Regions from separate parts of the Mus musculus genome. Here region 2 is linked to region 1. Evidence: chromatin contacts called from public Hi-C data. All regions are on one chromosome and are shown on one strand. The core of a region is the stretch at or near the end of the contact, and the rest is flanking DNA. Distances in the headings are between cores, read along the strand shown.

What was found. A called contact is a pair of places that touch in the nucleus more often than the background predicts.
Region 2: a Hi-C map of the G1E-ER4 cell line shows a contact between it and region 1, with 3 times the contacts expected there. The contact joins two enhancer-like sites. A contact is called at or near these places in 4 of 484 Hi-C or Micro-C datasets (the G1E-ER4 cell line, the HL-1 cell line, LSK cells and 1 more) and 1 of 9 other capture datasets (pancreatic islet).

The regions. Positions count from the first base shown.
Region 1 is chrX:169,104,644-169,111,210 of GRCm38.p6, reverse strand. All of the region lies in intron 1 of Arhgap6 (Rho GTPase activating protein 6), which reads right to left. Among named protein-coding and RNA genes, the nearest start is that of Amelx, 79 kb to the left of the region's middle. Within about 2 kb of position 3,565, at least 63 of the 459 cell types and tissues checked have an H3K27ac peak or open chromatin away from gene starts, as enhancers often do. A contact at or near this core is called in the G1E-ER4 cell line, where this site is marked.
Region 2 is chrX:169,217,057-169,223,285 of GRCm38.p6, reverse strand. It overlaps Arhgap6 (Rho GTPase activating protein 6), which reads right to left. Exons shown (of 13, transcript NM_009707.4): 2 at 2,929-3,088. Among named protein-coding and RNA genes, the nearest start is that of Amelx, 33 kb to the right of the region's middle. Within about 2 kb of position 3,060, at least 8 of the 459 cell types and tissues checked have an H3K27ac peak or open chromatin away from gene starts, as enhancers often do. A contact at or near this core is called in the G1E-ER4 cell line, where this site is marked.

The DNA.
Region 1 (6,567 bases), core at 2,316-4,815:
TCCTTCTAAGAGTTGCCATGGTCATGGTGTCTCTTCAAAGCAATATAAACCCTAATTAAGACAGTCTGAAAAAAATAATATTTCTGTGAAAACATTTTTTTTCCATTCAGGAATGCATAATTACTCAGTTCACCCATGAGAAGAAGAGATTTCATTAAATCATAAGGGAAAGAGGAAATTATATTTACTTGACATATTAATCCTGTAAATTATATTGTAATTCTATAAAAATTGAAGATAACCCAAACAATTTCACTTTGTTTATACATTTTGTCAATAATTCATTTAATCTATAATAAGATTTATTAACATGTATATCAGTACCAAGTCTGTTATCAGTATATTGCAATTCATTGGTTATGATTAAATTAGCTTAACTTATGTTAGACAGTGTAGTATTGTTTTGGCTTCACCCTCAAAACTACATGTGCACTTTTGTCTTTAACATGCATGGCCTTCCACTGATCTTACAGGTTCCAGATTTGTCTTCTTTCTCTTGCTTCCTTTAGCACCTATAAAACGGTTTCATTAAATCCAGTTATCTATTTACTACTCAGTTACATGGATACTATTTGCCATTGAATTCTATGTATTTATATGTATTTAATGATAACTGTTTCCCTTCAATATCTCACTTTGAATATCTATTGAAACAAGAAAAAATGCATGCCATCTGTATGTACAGTCTTCTGTGTGTGAATGTGAGTGCCCACGAAGGTTAGAAGTGGCTGCTGGACTCCTTGGAGCTAGAGTTATGGGCAGTTAAACTACCTTATGTGGATAGTGGGAGATGAACTCATGCCCACTGGAAGAGCAGTGTATGATCCTACTAATTAATGAGCTGCCTCTGAAGCTCACTGTTTGCTTTTCTAAGATGGCTGCTCGATGCTACAATAATAAGGCCAATCAAAATGCTTGAACCAAAGCACTTTGAAATCAAAATGCTTAACACTATCTTCTAGAGTAAGTTAAGGGAAGTGAAACTTCTTGGGTCATCACTCATTTGATGTTAACAAGAAAACCCACATGCGTGCTGCACTAGAGCTTGTTTATTAGATTGGATTCTGTTGTGACGAATACATGCTATTTCAATTTTTAGCTCAGACAAGCAAATTTTCTCACACCATTACACACAGCCAAATATATAACTTTCAGATGGCTTTCTCAACACTCTTTATTCAAAGTGAGGATAATATTTACTTAAAGGATTCTTACCAAATACAAAAAGCTACTGGCCATTTGCATGTTTGGATGAAGGAATTAATAAAGTGATGCACGTGTGGCAGTTGGTTTATTATCACAGAGACACATAACATTTTATCAATCAAATGTTGACTAAGCTTGGTTTATAACGATTTTTCCATTACCCAGATGCAGCCAAAGAAATATGAGCAAATTTCCTGAATTTTCCTTTCAAGAAAAAAAAATTAAGAAGGAATGACTTGCATATCTTCCTGTGTTCATTGTCACATCTCAATGTGGTTGTCTAAAACTAATCCAGCCCCTCACGCCACCAGCCTGAGCATAGCATGAAAAGAACACACAGAAGGATAGATCCTCACAGCCTATATATAGATTCTCTTACATGCTCTACTTTGGCTTCTGTTACATTTCAATTTTCAGGCTGATTAATCTCCTGAGAGGGTGAAATGTTCTCTTACTTGCAGATGAATAGCCCCTAATACATTTGGCCCATCTAATCAAGCTTCCAATTTTAAAGACAGGAAATTCCACTACCACCCTTGTTATATGATGCTACAAGTTAAAATTTTTAGAATTGTGAATGGACAACAAATTGTATATGTATATGTACACACACACACACACATATATATATATATATATATATATATATATATATATATGATGTGTGTGTTCGTATGTGCAGCATGCATGCCAGCTACAATACACTCTTGCAGGTAACAAGACAGCATTTGGAATCAGTTCTTTTCTTCCACTGTGAATTCCAGGGATAAAACTGAGATATAAAAATTCAGCCTTGACTAGGCTTGTCTATGGAACCATCTCACCCCACCCCCCAATCGCTATTTAATCACTTTAGTCGGTACATATCTCAATGACTGTCTTTAGAATATTAAGCAATGTGGATTACTAGAATGATGTATTGTTATCTTTGGGCCCAAAATAAAAAGTAGTAAAACAATTACAAAATTCATTGCATATATTAGATTCCCAATCATTAAAAGACCTTTGTTCATTTATATCGAATGTAGAAAGTCACATTGCATTTCTCCATTAGGTAGTCAAAATAAACAATTACAATGGTTTTGATTATTGTTTTTGTCATTTACTGGAACTGTGATATACAGCAAACAATTCACACTGAAAGATCAGCTTCTTTTTATATTAGGGGCAATAAGCTGGATAGATTACCCAGGAGTTAAGGATACATACTGCTGTTGTAAAAGACTCAAGATTAGTTCAAGGACCCATAGTGGGCGATTCAAAACCACCTATATTGCCCCATTCAAAGGACCTGGTGCCTGCTCTCTGTGGGCACATTCACTCATGTATACATACCCACAAATAGATACAAAGACCTACACAGAATTAAAAATACAATTTTGAAAAGGTAGAAATGTAAGAAGGAGGGATACTTTTTTCCTTAGCTTCTTAAGTTACCACAACAAGTAACATTGAGTGGCTTGCTTGGTTTAAATGATAAGCCATGGATTTCTCACAGTTCTCTAAACTGAAATCCTGAGATCAAGGTATTAGTATAGTCAAATTTTAGTGAAGACACTTTCTGATGTACAGACAGCTGCCTGTCCTCTGTGTCTAAACATGGCAGAAAAACTCTGCGTTATTCTAAGAACACTCAGCTCATTATGATCACACCCTCCTTACCACAATCTAAACCAAATCACCTGTTGTATGCTCCATCTAAAATCTCACCACATTCAGAGACAGAATTACAGAATTTCAGGAAGGTGCACAAGTATTCAGTTCCTTACACCATCTTTTCTAAGGTGTATGTGAAGGTTAAAGGCAACATAAAGGGTAATGGTAAGTGTTATAACATTTTACTTAATAAGTGGCACTGGTTGTGTCACTAGCAACCATTGAGGACATAAAGAAGTCAAAGTATATAACTGAAATGTTCATTCATCACTCCATTCAGATATATAGATAAGCCTCCAAATTTCAAAAACACTAAAGGCAAAATGAAATTTATAGCAGTCTTCTAAGCTGAAGAATAAAGGGTACATGCCAAAGAACGATAAAGTAGAAACTAGCACACAACAGATGATACAACTATACAGAAACCAGGGAAGAAGGGGTTGCGGGGAAACAAGACTAGAGTGAAGTAGGACGTTGAGAGAGTTTTAAAAGTTAAGTGTTTATCAGTGAGCTATGCCTTGGAGTACTGTGTGCAATGGTATTTCATTTTTCACAAAAGCTAAAATGTGATTTTTCTCTTACATTCTTTCCCTTGTACTTTTACAATGGTGTTGTCATGCTTGAAATAGTGAAGCCTGACTGTAGCATTGAAACTGCAGTCACTGACAGGGTGAAATAAATGCATCTACTATGACAGGATAGGAGATCTGTGATGGAAATGTGCTTAAGAAGCAGATGAGAAATCTAATGCTTGCAGGGACGACCACAACATAGTGTTTAGAAAGATAAGAGTAGAAATAAAAGGAAGCTGTGGGGATAAAAAGGAACAAAGTTTGACAGAAAGAAGCATTTGCAGGTTGGAGAGATGGCTCAGTGGTTAAGAGCACTGGCTCATCTTCCTAAAGAACCTGGGTTCAAGTCCCAACACCCACATTGCAGCGTATAACTGTAACTCCAGTAACCACTGCACAGAGACAGACATTCAGGCAAAACATCAGTGCTCATAAAAAATAAATACATTTGTTTAAAAAAAATATTTTGAAGAAGCAGAAGAAGGAGCAGCAGCAGAGGCATTTGGCTTGAAAGGCTACAGAGTTTAAATGCAGTAAGAACTGAGCATATGACTTTGCAGGTGATGGCTCCCACAAACTGGAGAAAAAGAGACACAAAAGAATGACGATACACAAGCTACCTTGGCAGAGGGCTGAAGAAAAGACAAAGATCATATATGAGCCATCCTTAATAGATATACAGTTGTAAAAGAGAATGGGTTTTAGAAGAGGATTTTGTTTGTTTGTTTGTTTGTTTGTGTGGTTGGTTGGTTTTTTGGTTTGTTTGTTTGTTTAACAAGGCAGAGACTTAACATGATATAACAGCAAAGAAGAACAATTTTGAAGCTACAGGTACAATTGGATGATAGGAAGCAGGACTATATAGAATTTGAATAAAATGACATACATTGTCCTCTGAGATCAGAGGAATTGAGATCTGTAGTTCCTGTGTTTGATTCATATATGATAACTCTTTTATTATAATGACAAATTGACCCAGTACGTTCATCTGCAACTAAAAGAATAGAATAGAAAGGCGGTCAAAAAACGTGTTTTAACGTTACAAAGCATGTACTACATCAAGGTTATAGCTTTTAATAATTTGCCATGAGTTGTTGCACTTTCTGGATCTTGAACCCATTATCACAAGAGCATTGATGTGGCTGAGCTTCTGGAAGTGACTGACAGATCTTGTGCTCATAGCTGGTTAATGAATCACCCAGGAAGCACGAGAGGCCAGGATGTTACCTCCTCCAGACCTGGGGCTTTCAGGCATCTGCCCTATCAGGCAGGCACATCTGCTTCTCCACAAGAAGGAAACAAAGCTAGAAGAGAGGGTTAGCTGGCAAAGCCACAAGGTCAAGCCTTGGCCTCTCCTTCCTGACTTCCCGCATTGACCTGGACTGAGCTACATGACCTGACTTGTAGCAACTCTGCATACTGCAAAAGAACTAAATCAGGAGCCACTGTAAGTTCCTCTTTCCAAACTTGCAGAATGTCCTCTGATTCACTTACTCACAAACCTCAGTTGGCCTCCTCCTATGTGTCAGACACTGCCCTAGGCTCAGAAAAAAGTATAGTGGTTACAGAAAAACTTTTCTGTGTAGTATTGATCGCCACAGTTCTTGCACAAGGACTAATTATTAATAAGGCCTCTGACTGTTTATCTAAATGGATGCATCTGTAACCCTTGCGTAGCATATTGGATTACTGTTTACAGAGGGTGAGCTTGCTGTTTATTTCTCAGCATGGAAGATACACATGTTGTACTTTTCATTTACAAGGTACAGCTCAGAGAAAACAAAGCCCCAGAATAAATCCTTCTTTCTAAAATCCACAGAGGATGATGAGCTCTGAAACTGACAAGTGTTCTAATTTTTACTATGCCCATTCAGTTCAGGCTTCCAAACCTCTTAGAATATCCATGTGAGGTATAAGGGAGAGTAATTTTATTGTGACATTACCTCGAATTGCATTCTCATGCCTCCTTTATTACCTTTCCAATTTGTCTTGTTACCATATTTGGATTTGTCTTTTAGGAATTCATTTAAAGTTGTCTTCAAGTTTGTACATTTTACTTGAAGTGTAATTAGGGTATCACACAGAAAACATGGTTATTAACACTGCCTTTGACATTTCTGATCTTAAGCTAAATACATTGATAAAACAAAGCATGTTAATATTTTATCTATTGAATTGAAATCATGAATTTTAGAATGCTTTACAAATATTGTACAGAATTGCTTTATTTTTTACTTTATAAGCTTTTATCCACTTAGATGTCTCTGTGCTAGTTTTAAAAAACCCCAAAGCATGTGGTTTGAACAGGTATTTTCTAACTTGCATGTACAGGTATTTCGCCTTATTTTTTAAATGTGTTATATCAAAAGCAATAAAGCACACAGATTTTAGAAACAGGTAGAAAGCACAAGAAGTAAATTGCCTACAATAATTTAAATTAACCATAAGGTCTTTTAATTTTTTCTTGCTTTTATTAATGTTGTACTGTCCACAGATCATGGTGCTATTTCCATAATTTAAAATAATAACTGGATAACCATCTCTTAATTCAAGCATACACATTTTAAAGCAAATGATTTTTATCAGAGTTTTAGATGATCAAATTTGATACAAAGATACATAGATAGAATTCTTGGCTTTAAAAGTGTGTGAATTTTAAATTTATATATTATATCACTTCCAAAGATACAGGATACAAATACAAGCCAGATGTTCACATAATGCATGGCTTCCATTATGTTAACTATTATTTTCTAGTAATGTTTCCTAACACACATTGGACATCCCTATTCAGAAAATCTCAAATCACAAAATGCTCTGAACTTTAAAAAGTCTATATATACCATCAAACAAGACATACATAGTGTGCATTGCTATAGTCAAACTTATACTCCCATATTCTATCCTGTATACTTCTCTATTCTTGTACCTTCTGAAATAAATAGTAAAGGAGGAAGGCCTTTAGTAAATATTTGCATAGAAAAATAACAAAATGTCTCCAACATTTGGATGAGAGAGAGCTGGTGGGCTGGCCAACCCAGCTACCGCCCAGGCCCAGATCCAGGCTTTGAACTGGCCTACCCCAACATCTACCCCATTTATGAGCTGCAGGAGCACGTGAAGGGGCTGATGC
Region 2 (6,229 bases), core at 1,811-4,310, 110 kb before region 1:
TAGGTTCTAGACCCTGGATGTTGTGCTTATCTCCCTCAGGGAAATTACTTTCCCAGTGAATATAACGCTATTTAGAATGTCTACTTTGGGGTATGCATGGGGATTAAGTGGCCACATCGGTCTATAGCTGCTATTATAGTGTGTGGCACTTGTCACACATTCAAACAAGCTCAGCCGATATTCCACATCTATAAATCACCTACCCCAAACAATGTTTCCAGAAATTCTAACCCTTTACAACTTTTTCCCTCTTCCATAAATAATAAAACTTATTTGTAAACTGTTAAATCCTATTTTGATAGAAAGTATGGAAATATCCCACATGCCCTGGCAAAATTTTGTAACAGCTCAGTATTATGAATCATTCCTTGAGGGGATTTGGAACCACATAGTTATAGACAAAGCCTCTAGCCGACAAGTTTTATAGCAGTTCTATTAGGTAATGGTATTTACTTTAATGGCCTCTTTCAAAATCAGGAACAAGGAAACACATCAAATTAACTAGATTTTAAAGTAATGCTATAAAGAATAATCTCTTTCCTGATAGCTTATCTCATGTGCATTAAATTCAAAGCCTTTTCAAAGTTATCATGTCCTTCAGTATAAACTCTGTTTGCTAAAATTTCCACTTTCTTAGGAATGCAAAGAATGTTTGTGTTCATGAAAAGGAGATAGTCCTATTGGTGATGATTACATAGGGCACTTGTGAGCTAAGTGGGTGGGAAAAAGATAAGCTTCTCCTATACCCTCCGAAAGCAAGGCCAGGAAAGACAAGAAAGCCTGGCTGTAAATGAAACAGTAGCATGACATTATCATCTCTAGTACAGGTTCTGCAAGTACAGGAGAACGTCTCATCAGTGTGGAGGGTATCTATGTGTGAGATTCATGTGAAATGGATTGACAGAGAATGGGAATGATAACTACAAATGTCGTGGCAATGGGGGAGAAGAAAAAAGCAAAACAACCATGACTTCTGTTACTGACATCTACATTCTGCCCATCAGTAGACACCCTCTAGATTGGTTATGAACTCTGTCACATCCTCCAACAGAGTATCAGAGATTTCAGCCTAAAGAAAAAGCAAAGCATGGCTCAGAGACTCACTATCCAATGTCAAACTCTGTATTCCAAAATTTGTCCTATTTGTAGCGTCAATAACCAACTTTTCTATTGCAAAGGTAATTGCCTAAGTTCAAATGGCTAGTGTGAGAATGGAGGGATGATAAGATGGGTACTTAGGTTCTAGACTTTAGACTCCTAAACTAGTACACCCAAGTCAAAAAGCAAAACAAAATAAACAAAAACAAAGCCTAGACCCATCACCACCATGAATGAAAGAATATTGAGCATATGCTTGTATGTAAGGTGAAATGGCTTAGCCTAGGTCCTGAATATTTGGGACCTGATAATGACAGTGAAGGAAGGTTGTCATATGTATTATAGGTGATTTATCAATATTTCTGACTTGAACCCACTTGATGACAATAGAACCTTCTCCCAAAGTATGACAGCCAAATGGATGGCCAGAAATTGGCAGATGTCCTCTGGGAGATGAAAGGCAAGATCAGCTCTACTTGAGAACCACATTGTACATGCATGCACGTGCACCTGTGCATGTGCACACACACACACACACACACACACACATACACATACACATACACATACACATTATATATTATGATAGTTGTTTTTCTGTTAATGTATGGATACAACTAAATATCCGAGATAAACAATTTAAAAGGCATACATATATATGGTGTTACAAGTTTTAGTCCATGGTCACTTGGATCCCCTGTTTCTGGGCTTATTTTGAGGCACGTTGTGGTAGAACAAAACTGCATGGTTTATGATGGCAAGTAGGCAGACTGTCAGAGAGGAGGCCTTGCTTGGACTAGACTCAGTTTCTTCCCTCTAAGTACCATCCCCTCCAGTTTTCACCACCTCCAGACAATCCACTCCTTCATGCATTTTGTCAGTGGGTTAACCTATTGATAAAAGTCAGAGCCCCTGGAATCCCGTGGCGTCCCTAAAGCCTTACCTCAGCAATACAGATAAAGCCTTCTACACAGGAACCTATGAGGAATTTTGAGATGAAGTAGAATATGCATGTATTCATGTACTTATCTGATGAATAAATATTAATAACATGTCTACCTTCCAGACACTTGCCTACATTCTTCTGCTTTCATTTTTTGTTTTAAGCCCACTGGTCAAAACTCTTTATGAACAAGTTTACTATAGTTTCAATAATAAATTACAGTTTTTTTCATTCTGCCTCAAGTTAGTTTTCTCTGTCATGCAATTATAAAAACTGCCTTTGCAGATGACAGTAATCATTCAGAGACAGCTTTCTATGGACTAAATGAATTCAGGTCCCTTCTTCTCAGGTCTGTGGGAATCAGGCCTTGTGTTAAAGTACCAGGAAAGCAGTGTGCCTGGACTCAAGTGTCACAGTAACAAAATACTACCGAGACTGGCTACAAATGAAGTTCTTGGCAATAATGTTTCAGATTCTCAGTGTGTAAGGGATCAAACCTGCAAGCTTAATAACAGATCTGAGACATTCTTCCTAGATAGTTATTTTGAAATCAAGTTGTCTCAGCTTTTCTTCCAAACTTTTTAGTTGACCTTTCTATAAGCATTCTTCTTGGTTGATGTGAATCCATGAAAACTTTTGAGTTATGCCTGGCTTTCCTCCCCCAACCCCCAGTTAACCTTTTTAAAAAATATTTAGCCAGCATGTACATTGTCTTGTTTGTACATGTCTTTCAAAATGGGCAGGGATGCCAGCTATCCACTAAGAAGCTGTAGTTTCCACTCTGTGTTAATGCTAGCCGTGAGAATAATGTGCAGCCTGTGGCTTTGGCAGAACAGGTGGCTGGCAGACCCCCCACAGAAAGGCAGATCATGCAAACAGGGCCTTACCTTTGGGGATGGTGATCTGACAGCCCAGGTCACAGTCCTGCTGCAACTGATAAAAAGCCACTTCCTGCAGTCGTGCCCGCTCCAGCTCTGAGAGGCTCTGGATGGGGACTGACCTCAGGCGCACGCTACGACCAGACATGCTGTTCCAGGTGAAGTCACCCTGCCGGCCAAGGGAAAAACAAGAAGCGTTACACAGTTCACTCATTTGTCACAAACTTCCTTCTCTCTTAGGCAGAAACAGAGGCAAACAGATTTCACATTTGTGTTCCATAGTTGGCTCTCTAGTCCTCAAACCAAATCCTGTCTTAGTTTAGTATGCATTTTCTTAGTCCGTTGCAAAAAATCAAAACATAACCTGGCTTCTGGGTTAAAAGTTCTCATTTGATGGCGCATGCATAGGTTAAGGAAAACCATGTGCTTGTGAGGAACCTACTTCCTCTATATATGTATGTATATATATATATATATATATATATGGGAAATATATTTTTGTGTGTATTTTCATAACAGGAAAAACTGTGCTAGTACTTTCTATTATGTGCATTTCATAGAGGGAACAATTTTTTTTTTTTGCGAGAGTACGGTGTATCATTGTTTGTGCTGTATGCTTTTTTATTCGTCTAGCAACTCGTTGAGGTGATCAGCATTTTTTTACATTACCAATATCATAATTGTAGCATTGAATAAATTATATTGCAAAATTATACTATATAACAATATGATTTTATTTAGTATCCTAGGGGATCTATTTTAGGAGTCCCTGCAGATATTAAAATATATACGTGCTCAAGACTTTGTGATTTGCATTTTTCCCTGGATAAGAAACAATAAATATGTTTGTAACTTTAAATTTTGTTTAATTTTTGTTTATTTGGGGGTATGTGTGCAGGCACAGTTGTGTCACAGTACACTTATGGAGATCAGAGGACAACTTGACACAATACGTTTTTTTTTTTTCTTGTGTTCTGGAATTCCTGGAATTAAACTCATATCCCTGACACTAGTTTACTCAGTGATCCATCTTGCTAGCCCGTTTTCATCTTTAAGATATGAAATTTGAATATTTAAGGAAGCTCTTTTTTGTTATCTAAGTGTAAAAATAAAATTACATATCCCTTTGAAAAAGTATTTAAAAAGCTGTTCTATAGAGGATTCTACTACCTTTTAGCTGATATTGGCAGCCTCTGTTTTTACCAAGGGTCATAGAGTAATATTTCATTCCTTGTGGGCCCTCTTGATCCTGTTTCAATAACCTAACTGCCTCTGGGACATTCAAGTAGCCATAGATAATTTATAAAAGAATTATGTTGTGGCTTATTTGATAAAACAATTTACAAAACTATATAGCGGGCTACATTTGGCTAGTGGTCTACATACATTCTCCCAATCTCAAAACTATAATTTATGAATGAAATTAACTGATTCATAACATTCCTACCATGTTTTTATTATTCTATCCTCATGGCTAATTCAAACAATATTCAATAGTACGTACCTCATAGTAAGCACTGTAGTAGGCCTGAGATTATTCAGATAACAGTATAGCCTCTGTCCTTAAAGTGTTACCTTTCAGGTAGCAAGAACACAATCTAGAAACTAGACATATTATGATCTTAGAAACATGTGTCAAATGCAATGGCTGCCTAGAAGACAGAGCGTTACCATCTGTCTGTAGATCAATGAAGGCATTGTAGAGAAGGTAATGTTTTGATGGAGACTTGAAAATTGACTAAGAAAGATAAGGGTTTTCCCAGCACAAATGAGGAAACAGACTTATTCTATACATCTGGAAAGATAGAAATAGCAGCGAGCAAAACAAAGCACAAGTCTAGGCCAGACTCCTTAAAGTTTTCTGTGTAAGCAATGCAAAGTAGATTTTCGTTTTTTTTTCTCAATAAATACCAGTATATGAGGAACACTGACTAAAAGAGGAACACAATCAGATCTGAAAAGGAAAGAGGGGTGCTAAGAAATGTCTTAAAACACTCAGGGGGAGAACACATTGAAAATAAAGAGATAAGAAGTGCAGAAATATTGGGCAGCAGGGCATGATGGTGTATATATGTGAGCTCAGTACTGGGGACTCAGAGCCTAGAGGATCTTGGGTGTGAGGATACCCTGGGCTATGTAAACTCTATCTGAAAAAGCCCCCCCCCCACAGAGAGAGAGAGAGAGAGAGAGGGGGGGGGGATAGAGAGAGAGACACACAGAGACAGAGACAGAGAGACAAAGAGAGACAGAATGAATCATTCATAAATTATAGTTTTGAGATTGGGAGAATGTATGTAGACCACTAGCCAAATGTAGCCTGCTATATAGTTTTGTAAATTGTTTTATCAAATAAGCCAGAGACAGAAAGACAGAGACTAATCATTTTGACTCAAACTTGGAAAGATATTCCAATGAGAAATGAAGAGAGAGGAAGAGAAACAGAGGAAGGCAGAGACAGAGACAGAGACAGAAATCTGGAGAGAGGGGGCTGGACACAATGAACTGTCTTATAATGCATGAAGCATTTCTGCACTGTAAATGTCTATCTGATTCAAAATACTAATATTTCAGAGGATGAGGAACCCTGACAGGGTATATATTAGATCTGCTGTTAAGCTCGAATATGGAGAATCCCCTTAAAATAATGGTGCCAGGAAATCTTATCATTTATACATTTTGTTATCAGAGGCATGAACTATGTATTTTACGAATATCATTTAGGATTCTTTATGTTATGCACATAAGAAAAATCCTAAGAGCTATTTTTGAACCAGCTTCAAGAAACACAAATACCACAAAATAATACATAATAAACAAACAAAAACCTCAATAAAATAGAGTTTTGTTTAACTGGAGAGGACCTCACCAACAATGTCAACTAAAGAGATTTCTTTCCCATCAAAAGTCTATGTATCCACATTTAGTTAAAAGAATTAAAAGGCAAACCCAAAACTCAATGTCTATGTTTTATTTAGAAAGGTAATTCTTTTGGGCTGATCTGCAAATCTTTACAAACAGATTTGAGTTTACCATGAAATAAAATTGATTGAAATAATTTTGGTTGAGCCTACAGCAAGCTGTTTTGTTATGTGTTTAGGGCTTCTCTATAATTGGAGTATCTCTTTAACCACACCCAATAATAAACTGGCCAATCCAAGAGGGCCAGGAAGGGATTGATATAGTTCTTGTCAAACTATTTTCTGTCAACTCAGTATGTCAGAATCATGGTGGGGAAATTATTGCTGTCAAACATGCACATTTTTGATTTAACATGGACTTCCAAATTTAAAGTACCACACCTCTGGTCCAA